Regions from separate parts of the Sus scrofa genome. Here all the other regions are linked to region 1. Evidence: chromatin contacts called from public HiChIP or PLAC-seq and promoter capture Hi-C data. All regions are on one chromosome and are shown on one strand. The core of a region is the stretch at or near the end of the contact, and the rest is flanking DNA. Distances in the headings are between cores, read along the strand shown. Region 1 holds the start of MYO10 (unconventional myosin-X). Region 2 overlaps MYO10 (unconventional myosin-X). Region 3 overlaps MYO10 (unconventional myosin-X).

What was found. Promoter capture Hi-C pulls out the DNA fragments that hold promoters and counts their contacts. HiChIP or PLAC-seq counts read pairs in DNA pulled down with a chosen protein or histone mark.
Region 2: an H3K27ac HiChIP or PLAC-seq map of skeletal muscle shows a contact between it and region 1, with 4 times the contacts expected there. The contact joins the enhancer-like site here to the promoter of MYO10 in region 1. A contact is called at or near these places in 2 of 5 promoter capture datasets (fetal liver and liver), 10 of 47 Hi-C or Micro-C datasets (embryonic fibroblasts, fetal heart ventricle, fetal skeletal muscle and 5 more) and 1 of 2 datasets of contacts at active chromatin or transcription factors (skeletal muscle).
Region 3: a promoter capture Hi-C map of fetal skeletal muscle shows a contact between it and region 1, with 2.6 times the contacts expected there. The contact joins the enhancer-like site here to the promoter of MYO10 in region 1. A contact is called at or near these places in 2 of 5 promoter capture datasets (fetal liver and fetal skeletal muscle), 4 of 47 Hi-C or Micro-C datasets (fetal heart ventricle, fetal skeletal muscle, fibroblasts and 1 more) and 1 of 2 datasets of contacts at active chromatin or transcription factors (skeletal muscle).

Annotation. Positions count from the first base shown.
Region 1 is chr16:6,142,481-6,147,479 of Sscrofa11.1, reverse strand. MYO10 (unconventional myosin-X) reads left to right here and starts at 1,995. Exons shown (of 41, transcript XM_005672397.3): 1 at 1,995-2,534. The coding sequence starts at 2,514.
Region 2 is chr16:6,020,174-6,025,172 of Sscrofa11.1, reverse strand. All of the region lies in intron 4 of MYO10 (unconventional myosin-X), which reads left to right. Among named protein-coding and RNA genes, the nearest start is that of MYO10, 120 kb to the left of the region's middle. Within about 2 kb of position 2,027, at least 3 of the 83 cell types and tissues checked have an H3K27ac peak or open chromatin away from gene starts, as enhancers often do. A contact at or near this core is called in fetal skeletal muscle and skeletal muscle, where this site is marked.
Region 3 is chr16:6,036,666-6,041,664 of Sscrofa11.1, reverse strand. The region is part of intron 3 of MYO10 (unconventional myosin-X); the gene reads left to right. Among named protein-coding and RNA genes, the nearest start is that of MYO10, 110 kb to the left of the region's middle. Within about 2 kb of position 2,199, at least 24 of the 83 cell types and tissues checked have an H3K27ac peak or open chromatin away from gene starts, as enhancers often do. A contact at or near this core is called in fetal skeletal muscle and skeletal muscle, where this site is marked.

The DNA of each region.
Region 1 (4,999 bases), core at 746-3,245:
TTGGTGCCTGGGATGGTTGGTCTTTATCCTGGGCTTCATCTTAACACTCTGACCCACCTGGCACACAATCATTAATGGCTTACTTGTGTAAAACTGTGAAACAGGGCAATCCCAAAGCACTGTATCAAAAATTAATCCACCTTGACCCTTTCCAAAGCAAAGTGGAGTGGACACAATGATATTAATGCTGAGATAGGTTACAAACACACTTAAATTTTCACAGGAGGTTTACAGAGAGATGCTTCATTCATTCATTCTCTGAGACAGGTTGGGGATACCAATTTGAAAGAACAGTCCCCCCCCCCTTTTTTTTTTCTTTTTAGGGCTGTACCTGTGGCCTATGGAAGTTCCCAGGCTAGGGGTCGACATGGTGCTGCTTCTGCCCACCTAAGCCACAGCCACAGCAGCACCAGATCCGAGGAGCATCTGTGACTCACACTGCAGTTTGCGGCAACAACAGATCCTTAATCCACTTACTGAGGCCAGTGACCAATCCCACATCCTCATGGATACTGCGAGGTTCTTAACCTGCTGAGCCACAGCAGGAGCTCCACAGTTTCCTCTCTTGAGCTTTGACTCTGCCAACTGAAGATGAGTAGGACACCAATAAAAACCCCTGGACATGATGTAGGTTTACCTCAATACGCCATAGTTTCTCCAGTAGCCTTAGGAATAAGCCACACCCAGTGGTTAGGTGGAGCTGGAATTATGATGAATGGCTGGGCATCTCTGGGCAAGCTTCCCCTTGAAGATGTGACTTTTCGACTTGAGTTTTAAAGGATGAGTAGCAGTTGGCAAATCCCCTAGAGAGAGCTTCTCAAACCATTTGTGGTGAAGAACCAGCCGTGTTTTTGTTTTTTTGTTTGTTTGTTTGTTTTTCCCCTCCCCAATCTGTCAAGTACCCATAGGACAACCCTGGAGTGCCAGGTATGACTTACTACGAGTCTGACAATACCCAAAATGGTTTGCACTCGGTTCAAAGCGTTCACCGATCACGTGCTTGTATATCAGCGGCATTTTGAAATTGCTACAAAAGTGTCTAAACCTTTGCTCTCAATTTCTCCCCTCATTACAGACAGGTTCCAAACAGTTTGCAAAACAGTACAAGGTTGGGTGTCCGAAAGCACCTGAAAGCCTGCTGAAAATGCAGCTTATGGATTCTCACCCCACAGAATTCCGACCTGCAGCTCAACAAGATTCGCAGGTGATTCCTGTGCACTCTAAAGTTTGAGGACCTGCCCTAGAGGAAACTAACACTCAGTACCGGGGCGGGGGGAAGGGTTGAGCCTTCATTCATCTCCCTTCCGTTTGGCTATCTGCTTCCTTTAGGTCCAGGAAAGGGTTACATTTTTAGGGTGCAATTGGCCACGTCCTCTTCCAATTTACAAAACTACATTTTCTGGCTCCAATGAAAAAGTCTTTTAACCTAACAGCAGGAGAGAAACTCCACACGGGAAGGCAGCTTCCAGAAATTCTGATTAGCCTCGGTTCTCCGCTTTGATTTGGCCCAACAGCCAGGGCAGCTTCGCGGACCACGCTTCCATTGCCTGGGTCGCTCATCTGCCGACGCATTAATGAGATCCGTGCTTAGCCGGTTCCAGGGTCTGCCAAAGATCAAAGGCACACAAAAAAGTCCCCCAACCCCTCCTCCTCGGTGACTATTTGGTCTCTATCACCAGAAGGAAGAGTCAACTCCCCCGCCCTCAACTAGGTGGGGAGGCTGGGAGGCGGAAGGGCGGGGATGTAAGGGGAGCCTATCAGGCCCCGCCTTCCCCGCCCGCCTCGGAGCCTGAGGCAGCCGGAGGAGCAGGGTGGGAGGGGACCCGGAGAAGATGGGGGCGGGGTGCGCCGCCGGGTGGGGCAGAACCCTGCGGAAGCGCGGGGAGGAGTGGGCTCCTGCAGGGGCGTGGCGTGGCGTGGCAGACCGGGCAGGGTGGGCGGGGCTCAGCGCTCGGTGGGGCGGGGCGAGGGGAGCGAGTGGGCGGGGCCGGACGAGCGGGCGGGGCTGGCCGTGCGCTCCTGTCCGCAAGTCTCCGTGCGGCTGTGAGCCGGTTGAGCCCTGGCGCCCGAATATTCACCGCTGCAGTGCTCGCGCGGGGAGAGCAACTCCGGGCTCGCTTTGTGGCCGCTGTTCCCCTGCCCGCCCCGAGCGCCTCCCGCCGGAGGGCAGAGGGAGGGGGCGCGCTCCCCAGCTCCCCGCCACCCTCCCCCAGCCGCGGGGGAAGAATGTGCCACCAGCTGTTCTCCGCTTGCTAGCGCAGCGCCCAGGAGTGAGGAACTTGGAGAAAGAGACAAAGGCTGCAGTTGGGACGAATGAGTTAGAGACTTGGGTTTGGGCAAACAAAAGGTGCGAAAGACAATAAGGGGAAAAAGCGATGGCAGTGGGGGAGCTCCGCGGGGTCAAGTTGCTGGGAATCGCGCCGTGACACGCATGGTTTCCCCGGACCTTCTGTTGGGCTGACTTCCTCGAGCTGGAAGCCGGACTCGGGCAAGTTGGGGAGCGCACGGGAACAATGGACAACTTCTTTCCCGAGGTGAGTGCGCTAGCGGCCGGGAGGGCGGACGCCGGCGTCCTGGCCCAGCTCGGGCTGCGTTCCGGGAGCCGGGCGCGGGCTCCCTTCCTGCCCAGACCTGGCCTCCGGGGAGGGAGGGATGTGCCCGCGGCGCAGCGCGCACACTTGCTACCGCGCGCGCTAAACCCGAGAGGGCGAAACTTTTTGGGAGTCGTCAGAAATCAACCCCCGGGGAGTCTCCGGCTGAGTAAGCCGAGGCAGGTTTTATTTTGTCCCGTGCTCTCAACTTGGCTCCGGTGAGCGAAGGTGAGCGTCCTTTTGCAGGAGTGGCCGGCTCCCCGGGTGTCCCAACGGCGCCCGGCGCTAGGTGAGGCGGCGGACGAGGGGCCTGGCCGGGAGGTCTGCATGCCCCACTTCCAGGGTGCCCAATAAAATATTCATCGGGGACGTGCCTTTCTCCAAGAAAGGGTCTGGTTTGGTATTTCCTTTGCAAAACGTGCCGGCTTCCTGTGAGAGGGGTGCAAACACTTCCAGTGGAGACGGCTTAATGAAGTGTGAGAAGGGGGAGGCGAGGGTTTAATCATTCACTGTGTTTTCTGCCTGTCGGACCTTTGGAGTCTAGGTTCTAATGCTCACCAAGAAGTGCTCTTTTTAGGATCTGAGATCATTCCGGACAGGGAGACAAAAAGAGTAGGAATTTGTGCGGACTGTTTTTGTAGATTTTAAATTCGAATGTAAAGAAAAGCGTTTAGAGCGAACATTGGTTATTTTTAAAGATTAAACTGATGTTCCTTTTAGGGTCATGGAGGGCGGGACACCACAGTTACTTGAAATCTCTGTCTTGAGAACCTCCTTTTTTTCCCCCCCAGGACCGAGAGTTACTGTAGTTTCTTGGCTCCCTTTCCTTTCTTGGTTGTGTTTATTTAATAAATTCTATTTAAGTTTGAGGTTTGAAGTGGCTCAAAGTAAACTTAGTTGACTTAAGGAGCCTGATGTGACTTTCACTGAAAGCCAGGGGATGTTTTGTAAATCAAGGACAGTTTTGGAATCTTCCAGAATATTAGATTGGTGAAGGTTTGCATCTCTTTTGGCTAACTTTATCAGTTTAATTAGATACATTATTTCAAGTGATTGTACTTTCTGGATGCCCACTGATTATAAATAATCTAACAACTGTTTACAATGGCCTAAGTGAAATGTTCTTGCATGATAGTAATATCCCTTTTTTTTTTTTAAAAAAAAAGTGGTGTCTCAGTGTTATACCCACATTCATGGTGAGAGGTGGAGACTGGAAAGGAATGAATCATTCATTAATACAATTTTTTTACTTTTTTAAAAAAAGTGAAATTTACAATTATGAGACTCTAGCATTTTCTAATCCATAGACCTTTGTTTTCCTGCTTGTAAGAAGGCACCAGAACTTTTTGCAGGAGTTGCAGGTTAACCACTGATGAAAGACCAGTGGGCTGTGTTTAATTGCTTTCATCTGTAAGAAAACCTGAGGCTCTTGCCTGCAGGACACTAACTCTTAACTTTTTTGGCAGTGGAGGGGGCCCTTTATTTTGCTTTTGTTTTGTGAGTTCCTTAGGAAATTTGATGAGACATAGAATTTGTATTGGATTTATTGGGGTCCTAGTCCCCAGGAAGCCTGTCTGTGGGCCTCAGGGAACCAATGACCTCCCCTTTGGAAGAACTCTGCCCCCTAGTGCAAGTGGGAGGAACTGCAGGATAACGTGGGACAGCTGCAATCTCCTGCCCTCCAATCGTCCTGTTGCACTTTGAAGTACTTTTTCTCAGTAAGGAAACCTAGTGGTTGGATTTTTATTTCCATGATTAATATGGTCTTGAAGTTGGCCTTCAGCAATCATTTCCATTCCCTTCCCTTCCTAGATGAAGAATCTTTAACTCAAAGATGTTAAGTCACTTGCCTAAGGTTGAAGAGGTTGTTATGGAACCCACGGGCTTTTTCCTCTAGTGACTTCAGTATTGAGGGAAATTTTTATGTATTTAATCTTTTATGTTATTAATTTTGTGATGTATTTGTATTACAGTGTTAATTTCTAATCAGAAATTAATTTTTGGTTTATTTCTTTCTAGTCAGTATTAATTTCTAATCCGAGTTCCTCCTCTAAACATTACTTTGAAAGGGAAGCCACCAGGGCCAAGGAGGCTGTAGGTGCTGTATTGATTGGAGACAGACTCTTAACATAGATCAGGTCTCTCTTTGGTGTCTTCTAACAGAGCATACTTTTGTTAAATTGTCCCGTTGGAGCAGAAACAGCAAGTGTGGAAGTGGTATATTTCCAAGGACAGCAAAATTGTAGGGCCTCTTTTATCACTAATTAGTGTCCTGTTCTCTGGTAACTTTCCCCATTGCGATTTAGGGATACTCCCTTATTGCTTTGGTGGAAAACAATTTGAAGCTGATATTAACAGTTGAAAAAATATTGAATGAGATGTCACGTGTATTAGCTTTATGTATGAAC
Region 2 (4,999 bases), core at 778-3,277, 120 kb after region 1:
AGAGGAAATTAATCCGACTAGAACCACGAGGTTGCGGGTTCGATCCCTGGCCTCTCTCAGTGGGTTAAGGATCCAGCGTTGCCATGAGCTGTAGGTTGCAGACGCAGCCCAGATCCTGTGTTGCTGTGGCTATGGCATAGGCCAGCAGCCGTAGCTCCGATTGGACCCTTAGCCTGGGAACATCCATATGTCTCCGGTGCAGCCCTAAAAAGCAAAAATAAATAAATAAATAAATAAACCTTGCACCCTGAATTAGAAAAGCACCAGCAAGAATGTGGCATGGGGCATGCCTAGTGTCCATGTCACATAGCAAATTTACCTTTCTAAGCTTTGTAGTTTGTTTTTAAAAGAGGAGTTCCCTGGTGGCCTAGCAGTTAAAGGATCTGGCATTGTCACTGCTGTGGTGCAAATTTGACTCCTGGCCCAGAAACTTCTGCATGCCTCAGCTCCCCCCTCCCCAAAATAAAGTTGCAGGCAGAAACTGATATAAATAGGTAATTTCAACACAGCTCACCTAATGGGCAAATAGAAATGTGTACATAGTTGCTCAGAGAAAAAGTAGCAGTTGATGCTCAAGAAGGAATCAAGAAGATACGTCACAGGGACAGGGACATTGTGGTCATGAGTCAAAGGGGATGTGGGAGTGTGGCTGGCACAGAGGGCAGGAAGGGCACAGCAGCATTTGCAAGAACATGTGGAAGAACAAGGATCATTAGATGGGAGGTAGGCCTGTAGCACGTGGGATTTGTTAAGGACAGAAGGACATGGGGTTCGAAACGCAAAGAAGGGAGCTGCCATTCCTTAAGAACGATAAGAAGCCTTTCCTGCAGGGAAGCTGAGGTCTGGAGCTGTTGAGCAACTTGCCAAGGATGCTTGAGTGTGAGCAGCGGACACAGGACTTGAACTTGCGTCTCCCTGTGTTAGTTTCAGAACAGAATCCTACTTCCTGGTCCAGGGCCTCACCGTAACGGCTTTGTCCTGCTTACTAAGAGCTTCAGAGTGGATCCTCCAGACACTAGAGGAGCTTCCTGAGTCTTCTGGCAGCAACGGAGTCATCGGTGTCTGTTTTGAGAAAATCAAGTGAATCGGGAATGTGATTCGTAGGATGGAAAATGCCAGGTGTCAGCAAAGCTGTCCTATTAAGGCCAGGAGGACATACGTATTTTAATGATCAATGGATGAGATCGTCTCTGTTACAACTGCTTCATCATCCTTGCCCTGGAATGCAGTGTTCTAATAAAACTTTATTGACAAGAACAGGCAGGAGGGCAGGTTTGGGGTCATGATTGACACCTGCACTGGAAGGAGATGGGCCTGCAGGGTGGATAAAGGCCCCTATTGCCTCCAGAGGTCCTTTTCTCCAGGTGTGTTTTGATCCCTCCTCCCTGCTTTCTTGGGGACTTTACTCCATCTTTGACCCTCTCTGCTCCTGATTCTCCGACCTCTCCTTTTCTTGTGAATCGTCAGCATTATCATTCAAAAATTTCTAGAATGTTCGTCTTGGGGAAAAAGAAAAGATGTATCTTTGGCTCCACACTCCCTCCCATACGCTGCCCGGCTCCTTCCAGCTGCTCCATCATTCTGGTTTCTTCCTCGTTCTCTGGGTTCCTCCATTGTCTTCCACGTGGGATGTCTTCTGACCCCAGCTGCCTCTCCTTCTCTGTGGCTGCAAGCCTCCCCAGACTCAGACGCCCCTCCTGCCAGCTTCTCGTGAGTTGCAGGTGTGCATCCAGGTGGCCCAGAGCATCGTCACAGAGCCTCTGACAGACATCTCGGGCGTGGCCCCACCTCAGTTCATCCTAATTTTCTCCTGAAACGTCTTCCTTCTCCCCTGCTTCTCCACCCCAGCAAGTGGACTCTCCATTCTACCAGGTCCCAAGCCTGAGATGGGGAAGTCGTCCTTGGATCTAGACGTCACCCCCCTCCGCAATAAGTAGGTGAAACCATATGCAGTAAAGTATACTGGTCTCATGTTTACAGTGTGAGCGTTGACAGACGTGCCCAGCGGTGTTCCCAGTGCCGAGGTCAGCACGCTGACTGGCAAGCTTCCTGGGCTGTCCCAAGTTGTCCCCCAGCCTCCCTGTCACTCACCAACCACCCAGACCGGGGCCATCAGCCGTGCCCTCCCTTCTCCCTCCACGATCTGTTGGGGGCCCTTCCCGTCTACTCTCTCATTGCCCTTCTGCCCTCACTTCCTGCTTCTTCTCCGCCCTCCCTCCGTCCAGCCCCCACACTTCGTCCTTCGCACCCAGTGATTCTCTAAAACTGTAAACCTGATCATGACCTTGCCCTGCTTAAAAACTGCCGTGTGACTTGCTCTTCTGCCTACAAAAAATTCTCAAAACTTTGAATACAGCCTCTGAGGCCTCCCATCAGTGCTTTGGTTTACTTTTCTTTCTTTTTTTTTTTTTTTTTGCTATTTCTTGGGCCGCTTCCGCGGCATATGGAGGTTCCCAGGCCAGGGTCGAATCGGAGCTGTAGCCACTGGCCTACGCCAGGGCCACAGCAACGCGGGATCCGAGCGGTCGCGTCTGCGACCTACACCACAGCTCACGGCAATGCTGGATCATTAACCCACTGAGCAAGGGCAGGGATCGAACCCGCAACCTCATGGTTCCTAGTCGGATTCGTTAACCACTGCGCCACAACGGGAACTCCAGGTTTACTTTTCTTTCCCTTTTTCACCTTCACTGTTATCTCTATAGTTTTTTTTTTTTGTTTTTTTAAACAGTATCAGCTCGCTTGGGTTCATCTGGGTGCATGCATTTTCCCCAAAGCCCGTGTTTGCCTTTGTGGTTGTGTTGGCGCCAAGGGTTGGGACTGTAATTGCCATGGGCGAATGGGACAGCTGCAGGACTGGACGTGTAAGTGATGTGTTTGCTGTGAAGTGCAGATAAACTAACGTCATAATTGCTGCACAAGTCACTGTCTTATCATGCTGGGAATAAAGGAATGGGGTGAGATAAATAAAGGAACGATAGTGCTCGTGGTTGAAGAGGCTGCCAGACTCCTGAGAGAACAGGTAGTCGCAGAGCAGAGTGCATGCCTCAGTTTGAGCAAAACAGCATTAACCAGGGGGTTAAATTAGGCTTGTTAACTTGGATTTTACTGGTGTTATATTTTGTTTTCAATCCTGAAGTTTGTTTCGGTGTCATAGCTGTGCAATACGATAAGCAAAGAAGTAGCTACCTGGTCATTATATCATTATAATGCTATAATATTTATGCTGTATATTATGTAGTAGGTTATTATCAAGTTCACCAAGCATTAACTCAGTTCTGTCTCTGTCTTCCAGAAGCTAGCATCAGATTCCACAGGTAAAGGGCTTGGTCCCACAAGAAGGCAAGCTCTCTAGTACAGTTGCCAGTCTGTTGTGCCCTGTGCTTTTTGTTTGTTTTTTAGGGCCACACCTGTGGCATATGGAAGTTTCCAGGCTAGGGTCAAATTGGAGCTGCAGCTGAGGTCTACACCATAGCCACAGCAACACCAGATCCGAGCTGCATCTGTGACCTATCCCACAACTTATGGCAACACTGGATCCTTAACTCACTGAGTGAGGCCAGGGGTGGATCACATTCTCTTGGATCCTAGTTGGATTCTTTTTTATTTTCTTTTATTGTCTTTTGTCTTTTTAGGGCCGCCCCTGAGGCATGTGGAGGTTCCCAGGCTAAGTATCCAATTGGAGCTGTAGCTGCCGGCCTACGCCAGAGCCACAGCCACGCTAGATCTGAGCCATGTCTTCGACTTACACCACAGCTCATGGCAACATTGAATCCTTAACCCACTGACCGAGGCCAGGGATCCAACCCACAACCTCATAGTTCCTAGTTGGATTTGTTTCTGCTGTGCCGCAACGGGAACTCGCCCCTAGTTGGATTCTTAACTTGCTTAGCCACAATGGGAACTCCCTTTTTTTTTTTTTTTTTTTTTGCTTTGTCCCCTGTGCTTCTGACCAACCAGCTCTACCCTAGAGCTTTCAAGGACCCCCTCCTTGGGTTTTAGTGAATTTGTTCAAGCAGCCCACAGAGCTCACACATCTTACTAGATTACCACTGAGGTATAAAAGGATGCAGCTCAGGAAGCAGGTGAATGAGATGCACAGCCGGTGTGCAGGTCTCCCAGGCTCTCTCCAGGGTGCTGTGTTCCACCTCCATATGTTCCCCAACCCAGAAGCTCTCTGAACCCCATCCTTTTGGGGTTTTATGGAGGCCTCCTTACATAGGCATTATTGATTACATCATTGGCCACTGGCCATGAAACGCAACTCCAGCCTCTCTCCCTGTCCCTATTGAAAGAACCAGTTCCATACTTGACTGGAGAGCAGTGGCCTCTCAGTGGGACTCTGGCTCATGACCTTTCATTCCCCCAAGGCACCAGGCTGTTTCCTCCCACAGGTGCCACCCCTTCCACCCCCATCCTTCAGTCTTCACCCAGTTACTCCTGTGCATGTCTCTGCATTTCAGTCTAAGCGGTGTTTCTTAGAAGGGTCTTTGTTGAGCCTTTACCTCCATCTAAATTCTGAATCCTCCCATCTCCTGAGATTTATACTTGACAGCATTAACCATCGCGTGTGACTCTTGGGCTCTCCTGCTGGAGCTGGGTGGGAAATACTGTCCATGACCATTTGAACTGTTCTCCCAGCCCTCGTGCAGCCCGACACGTGGTGGGCACATAGCTGCTGAGGGGACATGGACCCCTGCAGAGCTGTTCTTGCCCCATTGCTTCAAGGATCACATTCTTTGACCCTTGGTAAATGATTTCATGGGGAATGTTAAAGTCACAGGCAGGGGTTGGGAGTGCAGGGGGAAGAGGAGAGTTAGGTAAAAGTGTACCTGTAGAGGAGTTCCCATTGTAGCTTAGGGGGTTAAGGACCCAACACAGTGTCCATGAGGATGCGGGTTTAATCCTTGGCCTCGCTCAGTGGGTTAAAGGATCTCGCATTGCCGCAGGTTGTGGCGTAGGTGGCAGATGTGGCTCGGATCCTGCTGTGGCTGTGGCT
Region 3 (4,999 bases), core at 950-3,449, 110 kb after region 1:
TACCTTGCAGACGTGGCTTGGATCTGGCGTTGCATAGCCGTGGCATAGGCTGGAAGCTGCAGCTACAAATTGACCTCTAGCCTGGGAACCTCCATATGCTGTGGGTGTGGCCATAAAAAAAAAAAAAGTGTGGGTGGAGAGCTGTGAAGGGGTAAAGCAAGCATTCAGTAAACATATCAAAACTGGGCCCACTTTTCTCTACTCCCCTCCTCTTGAGCTTTGTTTTCACAATTTTCCATGTCATTTAAAGCAGTTTTTTAAACAAGATCAACCCCTATAACTGATGGGGCTGTGTTACAGTAAAATGGCACGGGAAGGCTTTAGGAACTTTGCTAACCTTTGTACCCCTCTCCCCACTTATCTAATGCCACCAGCCTCCACCCCCCCACCCCACCCCTGCAAATGACTGCATCCACAGCATATAGAAGTTTTGGGGCCAGGGATTGAATCTGATCCATAGCTGCAGCAATACCAGGTCCTTTAACCTGCTGTGCCCAGCTGGGCATGGAATCTGTGTCTCCAAAGCAACAGGAGCTACTGCAGTTGGGTTCTTAACTCACTGTGCCACAATGGGAACTGCTAATACCACCAGCTCTTTTTCTATTTTATTTTGTTTCTTTTTATGGTCACACCTGCAGCATATGGAAGTTCCTGGGTCAGGAGTTGAATTGGAACTGCAGCTGTGGCCTACACCACAGCCATGGCAACACCCGATCCGAGCTGCATCTGCCACTTATACCGAGCTTGTGGCGACACCAGGTTCTTAATCCTCGGAGCAAGGCCCGAGATCAGACCCATGTCCTCGCTGGGGCAATGTCCGATCCTTAACCTGCTGTGATGCAGCAGGAACTCCCAATACCACCAGCCCTTTATTTGGAAAGCTCCTTCTGGGCACAGAGGCTGTGCACACTTCTGCATCAGTGTCTGTGGGTCTTTGTGACCCCAGCCTTGCTGCTGGTCCTGTTTGGCTCTGATGCTTGAGTTCGAGCAGCTCTGCTCTTTCTGGAGCTGCCTTGCAGGAGCTCCTGCTTCACACCCCAGTGCTCCATTCCCTTCCTGGAGCCCCAGGCTCTCGTGCCCAATGCTCCACCTTGTCAGCCTTCTCCACCCTCCAGTGACTCTCTGGATGAGAACTCTGCTCCGTACCTCAGTTCCCCACCTGGACTCCACCCTAAACCTCTTGTCTCTGGGCTTTCTGCCACCATGGGGCTGGCCCTGGGGAGAGGCTCTCAGGAGTCCAACCCACCTTTGTCTCTTCCTGCTACTGAAGAGATCTGATGGGGACAAGTGCCCATACCTGGAAGTCCCTGGAGAGGCAGGATTTGTGTTGTTGATCAGAAGTGGGGAGGCGGAACAGGGAGGTGGGGGGAGAATGCTGGAGAATGCTGGAGCTGGCCGTGCGGACCCTACAAAGGCGGAATTAGAGTCGGTTAGAAGCAAAGGCGAGGGAGATGGAGAGATGAGAAGGCATTGGGTGTGATGGCCTCACTCAAGTGGGAGAAGGCTCCTTTGCTTGTGCAATCTGCTGTTTGTTGGGGAGCAATTAGCGGATGTTAGTGTGGTGGATAGGCAAGGGTCAGGACACTCTTAAAAGCCATGGTTCTCGACCACGTGCGGTGACCCAGGGGGCCTTTGGCAGCATCTGGAGGCACTTTGGGCTGCCATAGCCAGGGCAGAGGATGCTGATGGCATCTAGTAGGTAGAGGCCAGGGATCCGCCCAACATCCCACAGTGCACAGGATGGCCCCACCGCAAAGAGCCTTCTGGCCCAAGATGTCATAGTTATGAGAACCCCTTCCTGACTTAAAGCTGGTCAGCAGCATTTGGGCTTGGTGGTAGAGAGGCCACCCATTTTATTTTGGCCATCCCTCAACATATGGAGTTCTGGGCCAGGGATCAGATCCAAGCTGCAATTGCAGTCTGTGCCACAGCCCTGGTAACGCCTCATCCTTGACCCAGTGTGCTGGGCTGGGGATCGAACCTGCGTCCCAGCACTGCAGATTCACCACCCATTCCATTGTGGCACAGCAGGAACTCTGAAGACATCATCTCTGTCAAAGGCTTATGAAGAGAGAATTTCCCCGAGGAAACACTTAGAAGGGTTGCCAAGGGAAGTGATGAGATAGACTGTATAGAGGGTGCCGGGCTGAGAGAGTGTTGTGATAATTCAGAAGAGAAGAGGTGAGGGTTTGGGACCAGAGATGGCGATGAGCGAGAGGAAATGAAACAGGAGCTGTGCTGGGGCCGGGGCTGTGTGTGAAGGAGGCAGGGCTGCCTGTGGTGACTCCCAACCTGGTCAGGGACCCCTGGCTAGGAGAGCCTGTTGCCAACAGCCCAGGCAGCTCCCGCAGGAGAGGAGGGTTGAGAAACCAGCTGGGTTTGGGGTGCCTGTTGCCTTGTGTTCTCCAGAGTCTGGATCATTTCGGGTTTGGTACCTGGCCTCTGAGCACGGCGAGGACAGAGCAGAGGAGGTGTGTGTCACGGTGACCATCAGCTGTGTTCAGGGTGGAGCAAGGCTCTGTGTGATGCCGCAGTTTTCTGCCCAGTGGAAGAGGAAGACACGGGCTCTCGCTGTGGGGTTTGTGGCGCCCTGGCTTAAGGTGATGCGGGAGCCTCCTCGCCCAGCTCGTGGGAATGACTGGAAACCACATCAGGGAGAGGGCCTCTGGGAACCTCAGAGCCCTGCCGCAGTGTTGGCACTGGGGCTCTGGTTCCAGAGGAGGCCAGGCTTGGTCCTCCCCAACTGGTCCACCCCACCCCGTGGGTTGTTGGTCTTGCTGAACAAATGGGGTGGAGCTGCGAATCAGAGGAGCCCATTTTAAGAAGTGGGGCTGAGTCTAAAGATAACTGCTTGTGTCAGCACCGAAGATGCTTCACAGCTCATGTATTTTGAGGCTGTCCTGAAAATATCCTCCTCTGGTTAGGTGGCCATTCCAGACCGAGTCTGTAGACGTGTTTGCTGTTGTTCCTGAATTAACTTGGAAGCCTGCGGGGAGGTGGCAGGCTGCCTGCGGTGTTGACAGTGGGCACACCAGGGCCTGGGGTTCGCTGATGTGCGCCTGCAAATTTAAACCTGCGATTCATTTCCTTGAGTCCTGTCTTCCCACAGTGGCTTTTTGGGGGAGTTGTTTTCCGTCCCCTTTCAAAGCCAGTGTCAAGTAACAGGGTGCCCCTCACCGGATGGCTAGTGGGCTTTGCGTTTGTCTCATACCGGGAACAGCTGAATACAGTGTGGTTTGTCAGGGTTGGCTTTTTTTTTTTTTTTTTTTTTTTTTCTTCACATGAAATCAAGACTGGTGTTGCCAAAAGATGATTGTAACCATCTGTCTGACTCTATGTATTTTTAAACTTTACCAAACATTTATGCTCTCGAGTTGCCATTTCCACATCAGCACATGATGCTGGCAATTAGGAACTTTGTTTTTGTTAATTTTTTTTTTTTTTCTTCTCTTTCCTGCCTCTTTTGGGTCAGACTCCTTTCAACAAGGAGGGAGTGTGAGTCAGAAATTCACTCCAATTAAACAAATGTCACTTCTAAATTTAAGAGCTTGACTCGAGTAACTTCTCGAGTTGTTGGCTGTGATCTCTAGCTTTCTTTTCAGCGAACTTGAACGCTTAACTGTTTTGATTGTTTGCCTGGAACAGTGACGGCAAACAGCTTTGTGAGGGCAGAGGTGGGGGAAGGGGGCACTGCACACAGTTAAAGCGGGAACTTAATTGGTGGATTGATAGTTGAAGTGATCCTGACATGCCTCCATGGATTCTGCCCTGCATGTGGGCCAGGCTGTGTGTGAGGCTCCAAGGATGCAAAATTACTCTTGTTCCCAGTAACCGTGTCTTGAAAGATTGAATAAGTGAAAGGCACTGCCCTTCTGGGATCTCCTGGTTTACTGGTGGAGGCAGACACAGCAATCCTTTGACAATAGCTTAGGGCAATGAGTGTGATCAAAATACTGGGACAGATAGAGTGACCCCTCAGAGGAGGAGGTGAGAGGGGGTCAGAAAATGATTCCTGGAGTTCCCACTGTGCCTCAGCAGCTTAAGGACCTGACATAGTCTCCGTGAAGATGTGGGTTTGATTCCTGGCCTTGTTCGGGGTTAAGGAGCTGGCATTGGGGTGGCTGTGGCATAGGCCTCAGCTGTAGCTTGGATTTGACCCCTGGCCCAGGAACTCCCATATGCTGTAGGTGCAGCCTTAAAAAGAAAAAAAAGAAAGAAAGAGGAGTTCCCATCGTGGCTCAGTGGTTAACAAATCCAACTAGGAACCATGAGGTTGTGGGTTCGATCCCTGGCCTCGCTCACTGGGTTAAGGATCCGGCATTGCCGTGAGCTGTGGTGTAGGTCGCAGACGTGGCTCGGATCCCTCATTGCTGTGGCTGCGGCATAGGCTGGCGGCTACAGCTCCGATTAGATCCCTTAGCCTGGGAACCTCCATATGCCGCAGGAGCGGCCCTAGAAAAGACAAAAAGACAAAGAAAGAAAGAAAATGATTCCCTATTGAGGTACTGCTTGCAAGAGTTTGAAAGCATTGAAGGGGAGTTCAGCCAAGAGGAAGGGTGGGTCAGTCCTGGCAGAGGATTAGAAGAGGCTAAAAATAGCATGATGTGTTTGTCCAGCTGCCAGGCATGCAGATGCTACAGTGAAGGTTGCATGCTGCTGGCCGGCAAAGCGGTCAGAAGCAGGTGAGGAAGGGCGCTGTGCATAAGTGAATGACCTTGAATTCCTTTGGGAAGGTTGGTAGGGAACAACGTCAAAGTTGAGTTCTGGGCCACCCTCCTCTGGCTACAAGGAGGAGAGATGACCAGCAAACCAGATGGGAAATGATGGGATTCGCAGCCAGTCCTGCGGGGAGCTGGAGTCTTGAGATATACTAAGAGGTAGGATCTAGGTGTTTGATTGAGTTTGAAGGGCAGTAGGCTGAATTCGACAGGATGACTCCTGGATTTCTGGATCCATCATTTGGGTAGATTGTGGTGCCGCTGTCAGGATGTGACTATTT